2 separate regions of the Pan troglodytes genome follow, and region 2 is linked to region 1. The links are chromatin contacts, called in public HiChIP or PLAC-seq maps. All regions are on one chromosome and are shown on one strand. The core of a region is the stretch at or near the end of the contact, and the rest is flanking DNA. Distances in the headings are between cores, read along the strand shown.

The links. HiChIP or PLAC-seq counts read pairs in DNA pulled down with a chosen protein or histone mark.
Region 2: a contact with region 1 is called in an H3K4me3 HiChIP or PLAC-seq map of stem cell-derived excitatory neurons, with 3 times the contacts expected there. The contact joins the promoter of HBQ1 here to the promoter of SNRNP25 in region 1. A contact is called at or near these places in 1 of 7 Hi-C or Micro-C datasets (stem cell-derived neural progenitor cells) and 1 of 1 datasets of contacts at active chromatin or transcription factors (stem cell-derived excitatory neurons).

Annotation. Positions count from the first base shown.
Region 1 is chr18:2,371,601-2,377,613 of NHGRI_mPanTro3-v2.0_pri, reverse strand. It overlaps SNRNP25 (small nuclear ribonucleoprotein U11/U12 subunit 25), which reads right to left and starts at 2,941. Exons shown (of 5, transcript XM_054668089.2): 1 at 2,711-2,941; 2 at 1,227-1,317; 3 at 894-999; 4 at 163-237. The coding sequence starts at 2,779. POLR3K (RNA polymerase III subunit K) reads left to right here and starts at 3,081. Exons shown (of 3, transcript XM_054668090.2): 1 at 3,081-3,291; 2 at 5,101-5,188. The coding sequence starts at 3,181.
Region 2 is chr18:2,512,254-2,518,266 of NHGRI_mPanTro3-v2.0_pri, reverse strand. HBQ1 (hemoglobin subunit theta 1) reads right to left here and starts at 2,154. Exons shown (of 3, transcript XM_016928975.3): 1 at 2,010-2,154; 2 at 1,720-1,924; 3 at 1,411-1,610. The coding sequence starts at 2,104. The coding sequence ends at 1,482. It overlaps LOC129137268 (hemoglobin subunit alpha-3-like), which reads right to left and starts at 5,932. Exons shown (of 3, transcript XM_054668109.2): 1 at 5,776-5,932; 2 at 5,454-5,658; 3 at 5,063-5,303. The coding sequence starts at 5,879. The coding sequence ends at 5,175.

The DNA of each region.
Region 1 (6,013 bases), core at 1,692-4,191:
GCCCTCTGCCTGCCATTCTCCTAGTGGGGAGGGCCCCAAGGAAGCTCCTTGGAGGAAGGTGTTATCTCCGGAGAGGGAGCCGCAGCCCTCTGGCAGAGCATGGGGGACTAAGGGGCAACAGAACAGCCGTGCCCTACGGCTCAGGATGTGGCCGGCACTTACTCTCGGAGCTTCTTTCTATCTTCCGTGAGTTTCTCTCCTGCAGAGGTCAGATGGTACGTCCTCCACACGTAGGACCTGCAAGAGGGGAACGCAGGTAAACCACATGCCCTGAGCAGGGTGAGCTGAGTGGCTCTGCATGACGTGGGCTTGAGGCATGCAGCCCTATGGGACCTGGGGCAGCTGTCCTCCCTACCTGGGCTGTTCTGTACAATGTGCAAATTGGGTCTGAGGCAGCTACAAGGAGGCTCTGTTCTCAGAGGGCTGTCTGGGGCGGCTTGGCCAAACAAACCTTGCTAATGCAACAGGCGACAGTGTTGAGACTCAGTGAACAGGACAGTTGATCCAATAGGAGAGTGAGGGCTGACAGCACCCAGGTGACAAGGGGATGGGAGCCCCTACAGGTGTACCATCCATAACTAGGGAGGCCACTTCCAGACACACTGGAAATTCCCGACAGTGTCCCCAAGTGAAGATACCCAGCAGCTCGGATGGGGTGATGCCGATGGAAGAGCAGAATGTTGGGGATGGCCGAGGCAGGAGTCCCAGGCACAGAACGACCCGCACTGTCTGTGACAGGGAGCTCATCACTCTTGTGACAGGGAGCTCATCACTTCAGTGGTGCTGTACTCATGCAGAGCTGAGAGCTGTTTCCAGGTGGTGCCTGGTGACAGTGCCAAGAAGGGCACTAGCCCCAGGAAGGGCTATAATGAAGGGAATGTTGTTCCACTTACCAGCTGATGTGCTGAATGCCCCCTTCACGCTCCTGCTTGAGCTGCACGTATCTCTGGATGGCCTTCTTCAGGTCCAGGACTGTGGCACTCTGCACTACAACCACGGCTGCAACCACGGACACAGATGGGAGAAGATCCATGGTGAGAACCCAAAGCCACAGCCTCCGATGGCAGGAAAGGAACCAACACCTCTGTGCACAGGGCAGGTTTGTGGTTGTCCCAGTACCCCTGGGCATGGCCTGTGAGTTTCTGAGCAGGCTGACCAGCACTGTTACATCTTCCTGCTGTGAAAGCCTGGACCACATAACCTGAAGGGAGGAGGGCAGCACTTACGCATTACTTCTCCATCCATCTTGCACACTCGGACCGTCATTGCCTGGCCGTATTCTAGGGCTATTTGGGAGTTGACTTCTTCCAAAGTAACCTACAAAAGAGCAAGGGCAGAAGTGGGAAACCTGGCTCTCCTTACCACCTTGAGCAACAACAAAGAACAAGCCGATAGTGGCCAAAAAGTGGTGCTCCATTTTACGAAGGGCAAGGAAGGGTGGTTGCCTGTATGTTACGGTTTCCCAATTCATCAGAGCCCCAATCTCATGCTCCACTCACATTTTAATGTCCATAGTGGACAGAGTCTCTGGGGGAAAGAGGTGCTAAGAAACAGGCAAGAGAATAAACTCACATGAGGACCTGCCCCCAGGGGTGGGTAGGGGCCTGTCAGTTCACCCTGAGTATATCCCTGATCATCAGGACCCAGGCCAGGGCTCGGGACTGAGTAAGGCAGGTGTGCAAAATTTACCGGGGCAGCAAAAAACGGTAATAACAATAAATATTTTAATACAACATTTAAGAAATACAAGGCAATTAAAATATCCATGATGAGCAAAATATAAAACATTTAAAATTGGCCGGGCGTGGTGGCTCACGCCTGTAATCCCAGCACTTTGGGAGGCCGAGGCAGGCGGATCATGAGGTCAGGAGATCAAGACCATCCTGGCCCAACATGGTGAAACCCCGTCTCTACTAAAATACAAAAAATTAGCCGGGCGTTGTGGCGCGTGCCTGTAGTGAACCCGGGAGGGGGAGGTTGCAGTGAGTCGAGATCGCACCACTACACTCCAGCCTGGAAACAGATCAAGACTCAGTCTCAAATAAATAAATAAAAAGACAGTATCGTCCCAAAGCATGATACTGACGCTTTGACACATGATTGACGCTTGAGGCAAATGGAACAATCAGTACTACTAATCTTGCTCTTATTTAAAACTAAGCTTTTTCGTTTACTGTAGGCTCTTTTTTTGCATCAACTTTGACTTTTAAAGGTATTACAGGCCGGGGGGTGGCTCACACCTATAATCCCAGCATTTTGGGAGGCCGAGGCAGGAGGATCGCCTGAGCCCAGGAGTTTCAGATCAGCCTGGGCAACATAGTGAGACTCCCTCTGTACAAAAAATTTAAAAATTAGCCGGGTGTGGTAGCGCGCACCTGGGGTCCCAATTACTCGGGAGGCTGAGGTAGGAGGACAAAACTGCACTCCAGCCTGGGCAACACAGCAAGACCCTGTCCCCCGAGCCCCCTAAATACAATTACATTAAAATGTCATTTAATGTCACTCACTAATGAGGTTTTTGGTTCCTCTTTAAGCTTCGCGCCCCAGGCGAGTGCGCCCGGCCAAGGTTAAAACCCTCGTTTACGCCCTGAGGCGCCTTCCCCAGCCTTGGGCCGCAGCCTCCCACCAGCACCTTCGGAGGCTGCCGGCGCCCGGATGCCCGGCCCCCCGGGGAACGACTCCCGCGCCCCCAGCCCCCGCCCGCACGCACCTGGATCGGCAGATCGCAGAGCAGCGGGTCCTGCACCACCATAGCCAGACCCTCCTGGAACACGTCCATGGCCTCGGAGTGCGGCAGCGCCTCTTCTTCGTCCTCATCTTCCTCTTGCGCCTCGGGCCCACCCGCGGCCTCCGTCTCCTCCAGGGCCGCACCTCTCAGCCGGGCTCTGCCCGCACTGCCAGCCCGCACTAGGGAGGCCAAGCGCGCACGCGCAGGAACTGCGGCCCGCCCCAGCGAGGCCGCCCAGCCATTGGCGCGCCGGGGGGTGGGGCGGCTGCAGTGACCAATGACAAGTGCGAGACAGCCGGCAGCAGTGCTGGGAGCGCGGAATCGCCCTGTCTATTGGTTGGTAGGTGTGGCGGGAAGGCTGCCAGGACCAATGTGAGCTCGAGGCGGGCGGCGCATCGGCGCTGAGCGGCAGTGGGAGCTGCCGGGAGTTGGAGCCTGCGGAGTTCGAGACCATGCTGCTGTTCTGCCCCGGCTGCGGGAACGGGCTGATCGTGGAGGAGGGACAACGCTGCCACCGCTTCGCCTGCAACACGTGTCCCTACGTGCACAACATCACCCGCAAGGTGGGACCCGAAGGCCGGCGCTGGGCCGCGGGCGACTCTCGCAGGCCTTCCGCTTCCTCCGACTGCTGCTCCATCGCCGCCAGCCCCGGCGTCTGCCTCTGTCCGCTCTTTCTCGCGCCCCTTTCTGGTCTGCAGCAGATCTGTGGGCTCTACTTTCCAATACACTCAGAAAGCCCCACCGTTTCCCACCTCCTTGGGTTCCTGCTCCCACGCTTGCGCCCTTCTCTGCGTTCACAGCGGCGGCCACGGTGATTTCCTTAAAGCTGAGGCACACAGGTCCGTGCTGTGCGCAGAAACCTTCGGCTCTTCTCCAGCTCACGCAGACGAGAAGCCGGAGTTCTCCCAGGGCCTACCAGGTTCCGACACTGACCCCCTCCCCTGCGTGCGTCTCCGATTTCAAGTCCTAATGCGCTTCCTGTCGCCCTTTGCCGCATCAACACCGCCTCCTGGACGATCTCTCATCGTGCACATGGTGCTAGCAGGGCCTTTGCACTTGGTGTTGCTCAGTTCGCTCTTGCCCTCGATCGCCACCTTACTCATTGGTCTTGTCTTTACCGTATTTTAAATTTCAGCCCCTCCTTCCAATTTATCCTCCTTCCCTTTGTAATTGTTTCCATAGGGCTTATTACCTCCTAATATATTATGTAATGTATTGTGTGCTTTCTTTATTTTATTTATTTTATTTATTTATTTAATTTTTTTTTTGAGACGGAGTCCCGCTCTGTCGCCCAGGCTGGAGTGCAGTGGCGCGATCTCGGCTCACTGCAAGCTCTGCCTCCCGGGTTCACGCCATTCTCCTGCCTCAGCCTCCCAATTAGCTGGGCCTACAGGCGCCCGCCACCACGCCCGGCTGATTTTTTTGTATTTTTAGTAGAGACGGGGTTTCACCGTGTCTTAGCCAGGACGGTCTCCTGACCTCGTGATCCGCCTGCCTCGGCCTCCCAAAGTGCTGGGATTACAGGCGTGAGCCACCGCGCCCGGCCTTTTTTTTTTTTTTTTTTTTTTTTTTTTTTTGGAGACAGAGTCTCGCTCTGTTTCCCAGGCTGGAGGGCAATGGCGTAATCTCGGCTCACTGCAACCTCTGCCTCCCGGGTTCAAGCAATTCTTCTGCCTCGGCTTCCCGAGTAGCTGGGATTACAGGCGCCTGCCACCATCCCCGGCTAATTTTTGTATTTTTAGTAAAGACGGGGTTTCACCGCGCTGGCCAGGCTGGTCTCGAACTCCCGACCTCAGGTGATCCGCTTGCCTTGGCCTCCCAAAGTGCTGGGATTACAGGCGTGAGCCACCACGCCTGGCCAGAATACCTTTACTTTTTAGCAGTTAGAATATGTTGGTGCTACGTCAGTCTTAATGTTTGCATGCTACTCCAGTTTGTACTGTGTTGTGGGAGTTTGGAGTTTGAAACTATGGGAAGAGTGAACTCTTTTTTTTTTTTGAGATGGAGTCTTGCTCTGTCGCCCAGGCTGGAGTGCGGTGGTGCCAACAACGCTCACTGCAAGCTCCGCCTCCCAGGTTCACACCATTCTCCTGCCTCAGCCTCCTGAGTAGCTAGGACTACAGGCGCCCGCCAACACGCCGGGCTAATTTTTTGTATTTTTAGTAGAGACGGGGTTTCACCGTGTTAGCCAGGATGGTCTCGATCTCTTGACCTCGTGATCCGCCCGCCTCGGCCTCCCAGAGTGCTGGGATTACAGGTGTCAGCCACCACGCCCAGCCGAGTGAACTCTTATGTAATCCTGAAATTTAAGGTTTGGCAGCCCAAGTTTGCGCTATTCAGTTACTTGGAGTCTGAAGTGTTGTTTTTGTTAGGTAACAAATCGGAAGTACCCAAAACTGAAAGAAGTGGATGATGTGCTTGGTGGAGCAGCTGCCTGGGAGAATGTTGACTCTACTGCAGGTAAGAGGGAAAACTGTTTCAGCTGCTAAACTGTGGATAATTATGAGGCTGTTGATGCCACTGCATGGCAGAGTCTATGATGTCATATAAATGATGTAGGTTTCTAAAAATAGAAAATGGTTCTTGAATAATTTATTTGTGTTTGTTACTGTTTAATAATCTGTCAGACAAGCAATATTTGTGCCAGCCTTGGAGTCATACAGGCCCGGGTCAGATTCTCAGGGCAACCTTGTATTGTTGTAGGACCTTCCTTGGGTCTCTTGACTTCTCTGGGGCTAATCCATATTCGTAGACCGCGAGAGCATAAAGTGAATTATACCGTGCTTGGTATATAAGAGGCACTCAACAGGTGATAGCTTTGATAATGGCAACGATGAGTAGATTAATAAAAATAAGAGTCTAAGGAAAAAAGTATGTTCTTTCGTTTGATATGGTTTGGCTGTGTCTCCACCCTAATCTCATCTTGAATGATAGTTTCCGTAATCCCCAGGTGTCCTGGGAGGGGCCCAGTGGGAGGTAATTGAATCATGGGAGAGGTTCCCCCCCCCGTGCTGTTCTCCTGATAGTGAGTGAGTTCTCACAAGATCTGATCGTTTTATAAGCGTTTGTGTTTCCCCTGCTCGCACTCATTCTGTCTCCTGCTGCCCTGTGAAGAGGTTCCTTCTGCCATGATTGTAGGTTTCCTGAGGCATCCCCAGCCACACAGAACTGTGAGTAAATTAGACCTCTTTTCTTGGCTGGGTGTCGTGGCTCACGCCTGTAAATCCCAGCAGTTTGGGAGGCCAAGGCAGGCAGATCACTTGAGGTCAGGAGTTCCAGACCAGC
Region 2 (6,013 bases), core at 905-3,404, 140 kb before region 1:
CCTCCTCCTTTTTTTTTTTTGAGGCGCAGTCTCGCTCTATTGCTCAGGCTGGAGTGCAATGGTGTGATCTCGGCTCACCGCAACCTCCGCCTCCCGGGTTCAAGCCATCCTCCTGCCTCAGCCTCCTGAAGTTGGGATTACAGGCGCCCGCCACCACACCCAGCTAATTTTTTTTTTTTTTCTGAGACGGAGTCTCACTCTGTCCCCCAGGCTGGAGTGCAGTGGCGCAATCTTGGCTCACTGCAGGCTCCGCCTCCCGGGTTCACGCCATTCTCCTGCCTCAGCCTCCCGCGTAGCTGGGAATGCAGGCGCCCGCCACCACGCCCAGCTATTTTTTTGTATTTTTAGTAGAGACGGGGTTTCACTGTGTTAGCCAGGATGGTCTCGATCTCCTGACCTCGTGATCCGCCCGCCTCGGCCTCCCGGAGTGCTGGGATTACAGGCGTGAGCCACCACGCCCGGCCTGTCCACTTTTCCTCAGTGTCACCTTGAGAATACCATTTCTGAGGAAAAGCATCTCTACATGTGCCTAGAAGACTGGAACAGCTACGCATTAAATGTTAGGGGTCTGGATGGGGCCTGCCTCTGCCCCGTGTGTGTGTGTGTGGCATGTCTGTGTTACACATGTGCTCTTGGATGTGACAGCCATGTCCTGTTCTTGTTTACACATGACACAGTTTGCCGCGTGTCAGGCGGCAGCTGAAGGATGTGCTGCACCCATTCCTGGACCTGGGATACACAGGAAGGTGCAGCAAGCCTTGTTTTCGGAAGTTCTACAATGACCATGACTGGTTTTATGTGGACAAATATAAAAAAGCTTCACTCTCCGTAGTGGTGTCGGGTGACGGCAGGGGTCTGGGTCGGCTCCTGGTCCACCTCGCCAGCTACGTGGCTAGGTGCTGGGGCTGGTCCCACCTCCTTCACCACAACCCCCCGGCACCCCAGGTCCCCAATTCCAGGCCACAGCCGCGGCGGCTGGGCGCTGCGCAGGTACCGGCTCGCGCCGGGAGGGGGCGCTGTTCCCTAACCTGCTCCGAGTCAGCCCCGGGCCCTTAACGCCGCCCGCGCGCGTTCAGGCTGCAGGTGCGGAGTTCCCGCTGTGGGTACGGGCCGCGTGCTTGGCGCAGAGTGGGGAGGGCGAAGCCAGCCGCCCTCGGGATGGGCAGAGTCGGCCGTCCTCGCAGCCCGCCGCCTGGGGCGTCCCGCGGCCCCCACCTACCACCCCATTCGGGAGGGTCAGGCCGCACGCAGTTCGGTGCCCCGGTGGCCGAGGCCCCAAACCTGCTGGGGGTGGAAAGAGGCGCGCCTGGATCTGGGCACTGGGGGTGCGCCCCAGGCCCTCGCCTTTCCTTGGGGAGGGGCGGCGCCTTCCTCTCGCGTCCTGCCCTCGAGAGAGCACGGCAAGAAGGCTGCTTCTTGGGGAGGCTTTACTCAAACACGGGGAAGGTCTCCTGGGGGTCCCGCGGCCACCCACCCACAGTTCAGCGGTACTCGGAAACCAGCGCCGAGATCACGTGGCTCAGGAACTTGTCCAGCGACGCCTGCAGCGCGGGGCTGAAGTCTCCGGGGTAGTGCCGGGCGAGGGTTACCAGCAGGCAGTGGCCCAGGAGCTGCGGCGAGCGCTCAAGGCTCACTCGCCTGCACCCGCCCCGCACGCCCCCCGCACCCGCCCCGCCGGGGCCCTCCCGGGGACAGGGGCCCAGCACGGCAGCCGCTCACCTGGAAGCTGGCCGGGTCCACTCGCAGCTGGCACGCGTGCAGGTGGCTCAGCGCGGACAGCGCGTGGGGTAAGTCGTCCAGGCGCTCCACGGCGAGGCTCAGCGCGTCCGCCACCTTCTGGCCGTGGGCTCTGACCTGTGAGGAGCCGGGACTCAGGTCCAGGTGGGAGAAGTAGGTCTTCGTGGCGGGGAAGGCCAGGAAGGTCCTGCGAGAGGAACGTGGGTGAGGCGCGTCCGGGGGGCTTGGGGAGGGAGGGCCCCTGGGGGCGGGGGCGCCCAGCCTCGCGCTACCTCTCCAGGGCCTCTGTCGTGTAGACGCCGACGTTGCTGCCCAGCTTCTTCCACAGGGCGCGCACCAGCGCCCGGTCCTCCGCGGACAGCGCCATCCCCGCGCTGGAACCCGCGGCGCCCTGCGACCCCGCTGCGCCTGCGCGGACCGGCCAGGGGTCCCGCGGCCGCCAGGGGGCGCCGCGCCGCAGCTTCGCCGCCCTGGGGTCCAGGGCCTCGTCGGAGATCCCGGGACCGCGCGTGCTCAATCTCCGGCAGCTCCGACCGGGGCCCTCTGAATCGCCCTGGATCCAAGGCCCCCCGTCTTAGGTGTTCACCATATGGTATTTAGTCTCTACTAAAAACACAAAAATTGGCCGGGTGCGGTGAGTGCAGTGGCGCGATTCCGGCTCACTGCAGCCTCCGCCTCCTGGGTTCAAACGATTCTCCTGCCTCAGCCTCCCGAGTAACTGGGATTACAGGTGCATGCCACCATGCCAATTTTGTATTTTTAGTAGAGACAGGGTTTCACCGTGTTAGGCTGATCTCAAACTCCCGACCTCAGGTGATCCTCCCGCCTCAGCCTCCCAAAGTTCTGGGATTACAGGCGTGAACCACCGCGCCCGGCCATGTATATTATTATAGCACTGAATTTCGGCATGGATTTGGCTTTGGAAGTCAGTTTATTCTGCCTCTTGATTCTATTGTGACACTTGCCCGAGTCTGTTTTCTCATTTATTATATAAAATGAGGGTGACAATTTCTTCTCAGATTGTGAGAATTAAACGGATAACAACTGTGAGGTGCCTGACTCGTAGCAGGTGTTTCTTCAGGGCAATGAACATTTATTGAGTGCTTGGGATGTAACCCAAGAATAATAGTAAATGCATATGCAGCCCTCACTCTGCTGTACCCCTTATATCTTTTTTTGTTTTAAAAAAAGTGATAAAATAGACATAAATTATCATTTTAGCCATTTTTCAGATATAAAATTCGGTGATATTAAGAACATTTAGTGTTATGCAGCCATCACCACTATCTAGGTCAGAACTTTTTCGTCATCCCAAACGCCACGTCTGTACTCATTAACAGTAACTCTGGCCCCGGCAGCCTCTAATCCGCTTTTGGTCCCTGTGGATTTGGGTGTAGTGGATATTGCATATAGATGGGGTCATGCAGTCTGTGACCTTTGGTGTCCGGCTTCTTTTACTTGTCAAATATTTTCAAGGTGCAGCTACATCCTATCAGTGCTTCATTTCTTTTTATGGCCAAATAACATTCCATTGTGTGTATAGGCCACCACATTTTGTTTACCCATTCCTCTACTGATGTATAATTTTTATAATTTTTTTTTGAGATGGAGTTTTGCTCTTGTTGCCCAGGCTAGAGTGCAATGGTGTAATCTCGGGCCACTGCAACCTCTGCCTCCTGGGTTCAAGTGATTCTCCTACCTCAGCCTCCCGAGTAGCTGGGATTACAGGCGTGCGCCACCACACCCGGCTAATTTTTTGTATTTTTAGTAGAGATGGGGTTTCCCCATATTGGCCAGGCTGGTCTCGAATTCCTGACCTTGTGATCTGCCCACCTTGGCTTCCCAAAGTGCTGGGATTACAGGCGTGAGCCACTGCGCCCAGCCACCGTGCTAATTTTTTAATTTAATTTAATTTAATTTTTTTTGAGACAGAGTTTCGCTCTTGTTGCCCAAGCTGGAGTGCAATGGCGCGATCTTGACTCACTGCAACCTCCGCCTCCCAAAGTGCCAGGTTTACAGGCGTGAGTCATCGCACCTGAAAAATTTTTGTCTTTTTAGTAGAGACAGGGTTTCACCATGTTGGCTAGGCTGGTCTCAAACCCCTGACTTCAGGTGATCCACCTGCCTCGGCCTCCCAAAGTGCTGCAATTACAGGTGTGAGCCACCGCGCCCGGCCAATTTTTATAATTTTTTCTTAGGCTTAGTCAACTGAAGCAGCAGGAGTGGAGAAGGAAATGATAAATTTATAACTGCTTCTGATCAATTAATTGTAAAAACCGCTGCACTCCAACCAGCCCACTGCTGTACATTTGACATATTTCTACCTTTAGGTCAGACCTCCATTCTTCCTGATGAAATAACGAAGACACCGTCTTCCTGACAGTTGATACTGTACCCACAGGCTGCGGGAAGGACATCACAAACGCAGGCAGAGGGCCTGCCATAGGTATTTACCAAGGGTGATTCATGGGCTCAGGGAAGAAAAGATATTCCTATCAGTTGAGGGCCAGGGCTTTATGGGTACCAGGTCCAGGAACCCTCTCTCTGATACCCCAGGCACTGCAAGCCTGCTCAGCAGAGAGAAAACACACACCAGGGAGAAGGGACCTTCTAGCCAGGCCTCTGTGGCCCCGCTCTCCTCTCCAGTCGCAATGGGACAGGCTCCCCAGCCTCAGGGGAGCTGAGTGGGTGCTGAGCTGGGCCCTGAGCTGGGCCCAGAGACAACTTCCTGATTTTGACAGCCCGAGGGCATCAGTGTCTGGAGTTTGAGCATTCTGGGGTGACCTGGGGGTGAAAGTAGAGCCCCTGTTGAATTGTCTGGGGCCTGCAGTTGCACCCCTCACCCCCGATTTCGTCTAGACTGTGCCTGTATCTGGGAGGTTTTACGGAGACTAGTGGGAACGATGGGGGATCAATGCAGCTGCGCTGGAGTGGGATTTCTGACCTACCCACCACCCATATCTGGGAGGACCTCTGGGAAACCAGTGAGGTCCCAGGCAGAAAGCCAGCCAGTTCTTGGCACAAGAGTGCCCAGAAACGTAAAGATGGATAAATTCATTATTTCAGCAAACCTGCATTGAATCTGAAACGCCTGGGAATAAAACTCGGGAAAGAGCAAATGCATCCTCAAAGCACTCTAGGGTCCAGCGTTTTTCCAGCTGGACTTCGCGGTGGCTCAACTTTCCCTCCTCCATCCCCTCCTCCGGCCCCTGCCTTTTCCTACCCTATCCAGCTGCAGACAGGTCCTAGCCATGTGTGTCCCAGCTGCTGTCCACGCCCTTGCCTGGCACGTTTGCTGAGGGAAGAAACTCAGGCACGCACAGGCTGCCGCCCACTCAGACTTCATTCAAAGACAAGGGGGGTACAGGTGCAGGAAGGGGAGGAGGGCCTGGGCGAGAGGCCCAAGGGGCAAGAAGCATGGCCACCGAGGCTCCAGATTAACGGTATTTGGAGGTCAGCACGGTGCTCACAGAAGCCAGGAACTTGTCGACGGAAGCGTGCACCGCAGGGGTGAACTGGGAGGGGAAGTTGGCGGCCAGGGTCACCAGCAGGCAGTGGTTTAGGAGCTGTGCAGAGAAGAGGGTCAGTGAGGCCGAGGGCCCTGGGCCTGCCGCCGCCGCCTGCGCTACACCTCCCGCAACTCGCGTGATCCTCTGCCCTGCGAGGAAGGCGCCATCTCGCCCCTCGACCCAGATCGCTCCCGGCCCGCCGCTCACCTTGAAGTTGACCGGGTCCACCCGAAGCTTGTGCGCGTGCAGGTCACTCAGGGCGGACAGCGCGTTGGGCATGTCGTCCAGGTGCTCCACGGCGTTGGACAGCGCCTTGGCCACCTTCTTGCCGTGGCCCTTAACCTGGGCAGAGCCGTGGCTCAGGTCGAAGTGGGGGAAGTAGGTCTTGGTGGTGGGGAAGGACAGGAACATCCTGCGGGGAGAAGCAGAGTGAGGGGTGGGGTTTGGGGCCGGGGCCAGGACGGCTGAGGGTGGCCTGTGGGTCAGGGCGGGCGAGGAACCCGGGTCGGAGCAGGGGAGGGAGCCTCACCTCTCCAGGGCCTCCGCAACATACTGGCCAGCGTAAGGGAGGGCCTTAACCCAGGGGCCTAAGATCTCCTTGATGTTGGTCTTGTCGGCAGGAGACAGCACCATGGTGGGTTCTTTCTGAGTCTGTGGGGACCAGAAGAGTGCCGGGCCGCGAGTGCGCCAGGGTTTATGCTTGGGGCGCGGGGTCACGCCCGGCCAGGCGGTGCTCATCCGCTGGCGCGGAGCCCGGGGCGCGGCCT